Linked DNA regions of Triticum aestivum: region 2 is linked to region 1. A link is a contact called in public Hi-C data. All regions are on one chromosome and are shown on one strand. Each heading gives the region's core, a stretch centred on a gene start, on an enhancer-like site or on the middle of the called end of the contact. The rest is flanking DNA. Distances are from core to core; before and after follow the strand shown.

What was found. A called contact is a pair of places that touch in the nucleus more often than the background predicts.
Region 2: a Hi-C map of an unstated tissue shows a contact between it and region 1, with 10 times the contacts expected there. The contact joins the enhancer-like site here to the promoter of LOC778383 in region 1. A contact is called at or near these places in 4 of 5 Hi-C or Micro-C datasets (leaf, root and an unstated tissue).

What each region holds. Positions count from the first base shown.
Region 1 is chr5A:317,796,401-317,800,608 of IWGSC CS RefSeq v2.1, reverse strand. It overlaps LOC778383 (NAC domain-containing protein 1), which reads left to right and starts at 2,388. Exons shown (of 3, transcript XM_044524623.1): 1 at 2,388-2,722; 2 at 2,822-3,111; 3 at 3,296-4,134. The coding sequence starts at 2,545. The coding sequence ends at 3,907.
Region 2 is chr5A:318,062,029-318,066,236 of IWGSC CS RefSeq v2.1, reverse strand. No RefSeq gene overlaps it. Among protein-coding and RNA genes, the nearest start is that of LOC123103129, 180 kb to the left of the region's middle. Within about 2 kb of position 1,731, at least 1 of the 8 cell types and tissues checked has an H3K27ac peak or open chromatin away from gene starts, as enhancers often do. A contact at or near this core is called in root, where this site is marked.

The sequences.
Region 1 (4,208 bases), core at 1,139-3,638:
GCAGGTCAACCTTCAAACTTTGTTGTCACAGGGAACCCCATCCCTCATTATGCAAGACATGTTGTTCACGATGGGCCAGGGCTCACCCTAGAACTGAAGCTAACGTGACAACAATGTTGCACTTCTGAGATGAGCCACACTGACTATGTTTCGAGCGAGCACCATCACCACCACATTGGCGACGAAGGAGCGACAAACTATGGACTCTTAAGATGATGCCTTCAGGAAGGAAACCGTCACGACCGCACTGTCCTGCCACCGCCGAATTCAAAAGGATCAAGAGTTTTCACCTGGACCATCGAGGATGTCAAGAAAAGAGTTGTGGCATTGCTGTCAAGAAGGAAACGACACACATGTGTGTTGTTGGGTAGCTTTTCACCTTGGTAGGAAGGTCCTAACCTCTAGAACCAAGTGCGGTCGGACGCAATATAACCGTCGTACCACCTCCATTGCTTGCCACTCGCTAGTCATCACGTCGCCCTTGCAACCATGGCCATGAGGCAACACTTGAGTTGTGACCCCCGCACCCAAGTGGCACGACTCGCACCCTCAACTGAAGGGAAGCACCCAGACGAGGAGGTGGCCCGTCAGCTAGGAAAGTTGACCATGCACCCAGATTTGCAGATCCATCCCGAGCCAGACATCATTCGAAGAGGTGAGATGCCATGTCAGTTTGTGACCCTAGAACCACATGCACATGTGGTGGCCATCCCATCAGGCTTCGGTCGCACAATTGCCCCAATGGTCATTGGCCGCCATGTGACTTCAGCCCAAAGGAAGGACAAGAGAGGAGAGAGTGTTAGAGGAGGAGGGATTGCGGAGGCCAGGTGTCGCCAGCGGGAAAACCCGAGGGAGGGGGAGGGGTGATGGTGGGAGTCACCTCGTAATTGTTGGAAGTGATGCACTAGAGTTTTCTGTTGTTCTGAAGCGATGACCCTTGTATAATTAGGCCGATACTTAAATTGTTTTCATTCACATATGTGCAAGACGGTAAGGAATGGCACGTGTTTGTAAGGAATGGCATGTGTTTGTCATGCGGTAGTATGAGATGAAGTCTTACATCAGCTTTGGTATTACCTTCAATCGATTTCAATATCGTTGAAACGGATGTATCTAGATGCACTTTAATATGAGATATACATAGAGTATTAATTATTAGCTCGTGTACGCGGACCCCGTACGGCCAGCACCGCATTCTCCCTTATCTGAAGTTCTCCATATGCACGCCCCCACGAGCCAGGATGCCATGCTATAGCTATGGTCCGGTCGGTGGCACATGAAATCCACGAGATGGACCCGGCCATAAATCAACCCAAACAGTATTATTAAAAAAATCAAACAATGAGCGAACGAAGGAAGGAGGCAGCGGGCGGGCAGAGAGACAGAGGCAGGCACGAGCTGGCCACGAGCCCGCAAGACGCCAAAGGGCGCATATCATTGGCGGCAACCACAAGGCGGACAGGTGTCGCAGCCGGTGTCGTCCTCACCATTCCTGCTTGCTACTACTGCTAACCAAAAGAAAAGAAGAGAAGAGAGAAAAAAAAAAGTCTGTTCTTTTGCGTTGGTTATCCACGACTCGTTCGTCCCCCCTCCACACACGACGTGGAGCCACGCCGATGATTAGCTCACCCGTACGCACACAGGGGCAGATTAGCCATTTGCCCGTCTCACCTTCACCGCGGCGAGAAACTTGTGCACTTGATCGCGCTCGCACGTGTCCGCCTGTGTTTTGCGCTCCACGCATTAATTCTGGTGTGAATCTAGGCTTGTCTAGTAGTAGTCTTTGGGGTGTTTGTTTTCAGGGATATTTTTTGTAGGGCCTAAAAAAAGCCTTTTTTAGAGACTTTTTTATCAAACAGAGAGACTTTTTACGAAGTAAACTAGTTATTTAGGACTAAATGAAGAAGACCCTCAAAGAAAGTCTTTTGAGGACTTTTCCAACAATGCCCCTCCATGAACCTATTGGCCCGCCATCCCATGGTGTTATTTAATTATTATTTTTCTGTATATTATGGGCAACATGGTCATTTAATAACCTCTAGAAAGGGACTATAAACTTTTTAGTCTATGAAAAAACAGGGAGACTTTTAGGGACTAGGGACTTTTTAGTTGAGACTAGGAAAAGTTTTAGGACTAGAGAACCAAACACCACCTTAGTTTTGCCCTTGTAAGGCAGAATATAACTACACTCCACTGATGCAAGAAGTTCATTAGCCTTGGTATTTGAAAAGATATGTACGTGTTGACGTAAATAAACTAAGTAATTAGTTGCCGATTCTGCCCCTCGCGATCCTGATCCACCCACCACCCCGCTGCTGACTCGCAAGCGGACAAGGCATGGCAGCTATAAATCGGCACCCCACTCCCTGCATCTGAAAAATTTCAAGCCTCCCTCCCATCAACACCACACCACACAGCATTTCATATGCAGTAGTAGCCATCTTCTCCACCTCCTCCTCCCGCCTTCCAGCTAGCCACCTAGCTCACTATCACATCATCCACACCAACTCATATTGATTCCGTTCCCACCTGCTCACCGTCGCCATGCCAATGGGCAGCAGCAGCGCCGCCATGCCCGCCCTCCCTCCCGGCTTCCGGTTCCACCCCACCGACGAGGAGCTCATCGTCCACTACCTCGGCAGGCAGGCCGCGTCCATGCCCAGCCCCGTGCCCATCATCGCCGAGGTCAACATCTACAAGTGCAACCCATGGGACCTCCCCGGTACATACATGACTAACTAATCAACAGCATCCATCGATTAATCAACTCCAGCTCTGCTCTAATTACTGGAGTATTAATTTTCTTGTTTGAACTTTGCAGGCAAGGCCTTGTTCGGGGAGAATGAGTGGTACTTCTTCAGCCCCCGGGATCGCAAGTACCCCAACGGCGCGCGCCCCAACCGCGCCGCCGGGTCCGGCTACTGGAAGGCCACCGGCACCGACAAGGCCATCCTGTCCACGCCGGCCAACGAGAGCATCGGCGTCAAGAAGGCGCTCGTCTTCTACCGGGGCAAGCCGCCCAAGGGCGTCAAGACCGACTGGATCATGCACGAGTACCGCCTCACCGCCGCCGACAACCGGACCACCAAGCGCAGAGGATCCTCCATGAGGGTGAGCATTTTTTTTTCTTCTTCGCTTATTTATTTATTTATTATCTACTGTATTTTCTTCACTTTGGTAAGAGCAGTTGCTTGTACCATAAGCTACTACAACTTACTCGACTTAATTGTTTGCATTTGAAATGTTTGTTTAATCAGCGAATTAATCCGGGATTTTTATTTATTTGTTCGAGCAGCTGGATGACTGGGTGCTGTGTAGGATCCACAAGAAGTGCAACAACTTGCACAACTTCTCCTCCTCTGACCAGGAACAGGAGCACGAGCAGGAGAGCTCCACCACCGTGGAGGACTCGCACAACAACCACACCGTGTCGTCGCCCAAGTCGGAGGCCTTCGACGGCGACGGCGACGACCAGCTGCAGCTGCAGCAGTTCCGCCCCATGGCGATCGCCAAGTCGTGCTCCCTCACCGACCTGCTCAACACCGTCGACTACGCCGCGCTCTCGCACCTCCTCCTCGACGGCGCCGGCGCCGGCGCCTCGTCGTCGGACGCCGGAGCAGACTACCAGCTGCCGCCGGAAAACCCGCTCATCTACTCGCAGCCTCCATGGCAACAAACGCTACACTATAATAACAATAACAATGGCTACGTGAACATCGACACCATCGACGTGCCTCAGATACCCGAGGCCCGTGTAGATGACTACGGCATGAATGGCGATAGGTACAACGGCATGAAGAGGAAGAGGTCCAGCGGCAGTTTGTACTGCAGCCAGCTGCAGCTCCCGGCGGATCAGTACAGCGGCATGCTGATCCATCCGTTCCTCAGCCAGCAGCTGCACATGTGAAGAACCAGAGAGCTTGGATCGAAGAGATCATCGTTGTTCCATTTGAACTTGCTGTAGATCGAGGAGATCGCCCGTTGTGGCAGATAGGCAGGGATCTAGCTTGCTTGCTGCGTCGTGAACTCCCAACCGATAAGAACGGACAAATTTCAGAATTCTTGGTGTAGCACAAAAGCTGTAAATTACGGGGTTTATTGTGAAATAAATTAATCCAGTATTGTTACAAGATACTCCTACATGTGATGATCATCATATATCCTAGGGTTCTTAGTTAATTCCAGAATGCAAAACCAACGACGCATCC
Region 2 (4,208 bases), core at 482-2,981, 270 kb before region 1:
ACAACCATTATATATAATGAGATAAGCCACCCCTAGAGGGTTGTGCTGGTTCCCCAAAACTTATTGTCTTACAGTTTATATTGTTTTAGGACCTTCTAGAGCGTCCCTAAATCAGGTTTTCTATAGATTTTTGAATTGGCAGCATACCATAGGTATTTCTCTTATTTTCCTCTTTCCTTTTTTTATTTTTATTTTATCCTTTTTTAGTTCACAAATTTAAATAAGGTTAAAAATCTTAAAAGTTTGTTTGGAATTTCAAAAATTGTTCATATTTTTCCAAAGAATTATTCAAATTTGCAAAAAGGATCACATTTTTGTAAAATGCTCCTATTTTTAGTTTTGTTTGGATTTTTCAAAAATTGTTCGCAATGTTTAAGAATTATTGTAAAATTTGAAAACCACACAGCACTTTAAAAACATTTCGAATATTTTAATTTTTTGTTCCCAATTTCGGAGAAATTTTCAAGAAATCCTACGAAAATTCCTCACATTTTAGTGAAAAATGCTTGAAATTTGGAAATTTTGCTAATGTTTGGAAAAATATTGGCAACTTAAAAAATGGCCGCGTTTTCAAGTAATGCTCACTTTCTAAAAAGTTGTTCACATTTTTTGACCATCCTACAGTAATCACCTGCTATCATGAACAAAAACTGCTAGAGTAACCGTGCAATGGCTGCGCGCTCAGTGAGACCTCTTGTGCGTGGCTCCGGCAATTTGTCGTGGAGGGGCGCCCCTACATCTCGATTTTGAGTCCTGCTTTTGACTCGGTGATGGGGCGAGCGAGATGAGCCGGCCCGCGCGCGTGACAGGTCCTAACCTCTTTTTCTATTTTTCTTATATTTTAAGTTTTTGTTTTTGCTTTATTTTTATACTTCTATATATATTTTAAAATATTCTCTCTCTCTATCTCTCTTGATAAAAATAAAGGCTCTACAAAATACAACAAAAAAATGTTGAACGAGCATTTGAAAAATGTTGAACGTGTATAGAGAAAATGTTGATCGTGTTTTAGAAAAATGAAGAATTTTTTTTATCATGTAAATAAAAAATTTAGACGGGAATTTTAAAAAGTGAATAAGTATTTCGAAAAGGTTAATAAAGCATTTCTGAAATGTTTAAATGTGTATAAACAATGTTGACCATGTATTATAAAAATTATGACTTTTTATCATGTATGTAAAACAGTTAATCAAGTGTTTGAAGAAATGTTGACCATGTATTAAAAAATATTAATATTTTTAATGAAAAAGTTAATCAAGCATTTAAATAATTTATGGAAAAATGTGGACCATGTCTTAAAAATGTTAATCTTATGAATTAAAATGTTAATCAAACATTTAAAATTGTTAAACTATGTATATAAATATTGAGCACATATTAAAGAAATTTGAATTTGTATTGTAAATATGTTGAACATGTCAAATCTTATTGACATATATAAAATAATGTAAAAATGAAAACCCAAAAAAGAAACAAAAAAACAAGAAAAGAAAAAGCAAAAGCAAAAAATAAACAAAACGAACCAAAGAATAAATAAATTTAAAAATAAAACTAAAGAAACAAATGCAAAAAGAATGAAAAAAGAAGGACGCCCGCACTACTAGCTGTGAACACCAGGTGGCCGTAGTGGCTAGTAGCACCAGTCTTCTTGGCAGGTTGATGGATCGGCCCAGTTGCCTGCACGAGAAAAGAGTTCCAGCAACTTCCATCTCGCTTGATGCGAGACATAGCTCTCGTGGTCGCAGAACTCCTATTTAGTGCATAAGGCAGGGCAGGTGTAGCGCCTAGTTTATTTCTCTTGCTATGCGGAGCACCTAGTTTATTTCTCTTGCTCTTTTTTTGCTTCATAGAAAAATGCTTGGGATTTCCAAAAAATATATAGAACATGTTCTTAAAAGTTTGCAAAATGATCACAAATTTTAAAATGTTTGGAATTCAAAAAATATTTCTTACTTTGAAAAAATTCAAGAATTTTGAAACATTGTTCTGAGATTTAAAAATGCTTTAAAATTCAATTTTTTTACGAAGTTGAGAAATGCCCTCTGATTTAAAAAAAAATTCATAAATTGGAAAACATTCCTAGATTCCAAAAAATGTTCTTCAGTCTTAAAAATGTCTTGAATTTGGTAATTGTTCCCTTAACAATCTAAAAATCTTCCAAATTTTCCAAAACAAATGTTCAAGAATGTGAAAAATATTCCCAGATTTCATTTTTATCTTGAATTTGAAAATTGTTCCTGTATTTCAAAAAAATGTTCACGTATTATATTTTCTGTATCTATAAAATTGGGCTTGATTTTGAAAAAAGTTCACAAAAACAGTCCACGAATTTGGAAAAAATATTTGTGCCTTTAAAAAATCATGAATTTGAAAAAAAAGCCATGAATTTGGAAAAAAATCAAGAATTAGAGAAAGTTCATGTGTTTGAAAAATAAGAAAGGAAAAAAGATGGGAAAAGAGAAATGGAAAAAGAAAAAAGAAAGGAAAAACAAAACATGAAGCAATGAAAAACTAGTTCAGGGAGGAAAATCAAATTGGGTTGGCCCATATAGGACAGACGGTGTTGCGAGTGCACAGGGAGTGCTTATTTTTGCCGCTCGCGTGCGGCAAATCATCGAGCCTTCGCTGAAGGAGCGTGAATACGGGCCGGTCCATTCGCAGGCACGAATGTAATATAAGTAAAAAAGAAAGGGAATAGGTGGGGTCAAGCCCGACACACCTCTCCCAATTTAGACCTGTTAGCCTTTGCAATGTGCTCTATAAAATTGCCTCAAAAGTCATAGCTAATAGGCTGAAGGTCATACTCCCTGACATTATTTCTGAAGAACAGTCAGCGTTCGTTCCCGATAGATTAATATCAGATAACATTATTTGTGCATATGAGTGTTTGCATTTCATGAAGAGGAACCGATCAAAACCAATAGCAGTTGTGCACTGAAACTTGATATGATGAAAGCGTATGATCGCTTGGAGTGGGATTATCTTCAGGCCATAATGCTTAAGCTAGGCTTCTCGTCTGGCTGGATGGACATTGTCATGGGGATGGTTAAATCAGTATCATTTTCTACGTTGTTGAATGGTGAAAAGCTAGAGCATTTTAAACCCTCGAGGGGTATTCGACAGGGAGATCTGATCTCCTCCTACCTTTTCTTACTTGCAGCAGAGGGCCTGTCGTGCCTTTTGAAGTCCAGTTCTCAGTCGTCAGCGTTTGGTGGCATCAAGGTGGCCCCTACAGCCCCAACTGTTAGCCATCTTTTGTTTGCAGACGATAGCCTGTTGCTTTTTTAGTCAAGTCTGGAGGGAGCAGAATTGGTTTCAAACCTGTTGGGTACTTATTGTGGAGCCTCAGGACAGAGAATAAATCATGAAAAATCTTCTGTTTTCTTTAGCAGATGTTGTCCAGATTCTCTTAAACAAGGTGTCATGCAAGTCTAAATGTCCACAATGAATCCTTGAGTGACAGATATTTAGGGTGTTGGTCACTCCAAGAACGACACGTTCAAGTACCTTCTTGACAGAGTGTGGGAGAAAGTAAGAGGATGGATGCAGAAAATGCTTTCAGTTGGTGGTAAGGAAGTCCTCATTAAATCGGTCACACAAGCGATCCCAGTTTTTTCAATGTCTTGCTTTCGGCTTTCTAGAGGAGTTTGTGAGAGTGTAACCTCCATCATACGGAGCAGTGGTACATGAAATAATGGATAGAGCTCATTTTTTCTCCTCTTGTACTTTTAGTCATGAATTTCGGATCTCGAACTTTGAGGCCCACAACCTCGCGAAGAATGCATTAGCATTGGGGGACCGACCGCTATGTTTGGTTAGGCCACCCCGGCGATCTTTTGTTCGTCCCTGTAAACATTGTGACGGTTAAATAAAAGCTTCGCGAGTTTGTCTAAAAAAAGGTGGGGTAAAACCTCCAAGCCATTCGATCGACAACAGCGTTCCTAGCCTGTCAACCTAGCGAGGGTTGGTTGCCAATTTGCAGCGCTAAACTTAAAAGTACTGGGTACAACGGCATATCCGGGTTTTTTTTCAACAGTTCTTGGAAAAATGTGAATAATGTATGAATATTGTGAACAAATTTCGAAATTCTAACAAACTATTAAAATATGAATATTTTTTGAAAAAAACATGAACACAAATTCAAAAGTCTGAACAGTTACTGGAAAAAAGTTATATACGACGAATATTTTTAAATATACATTGAACAC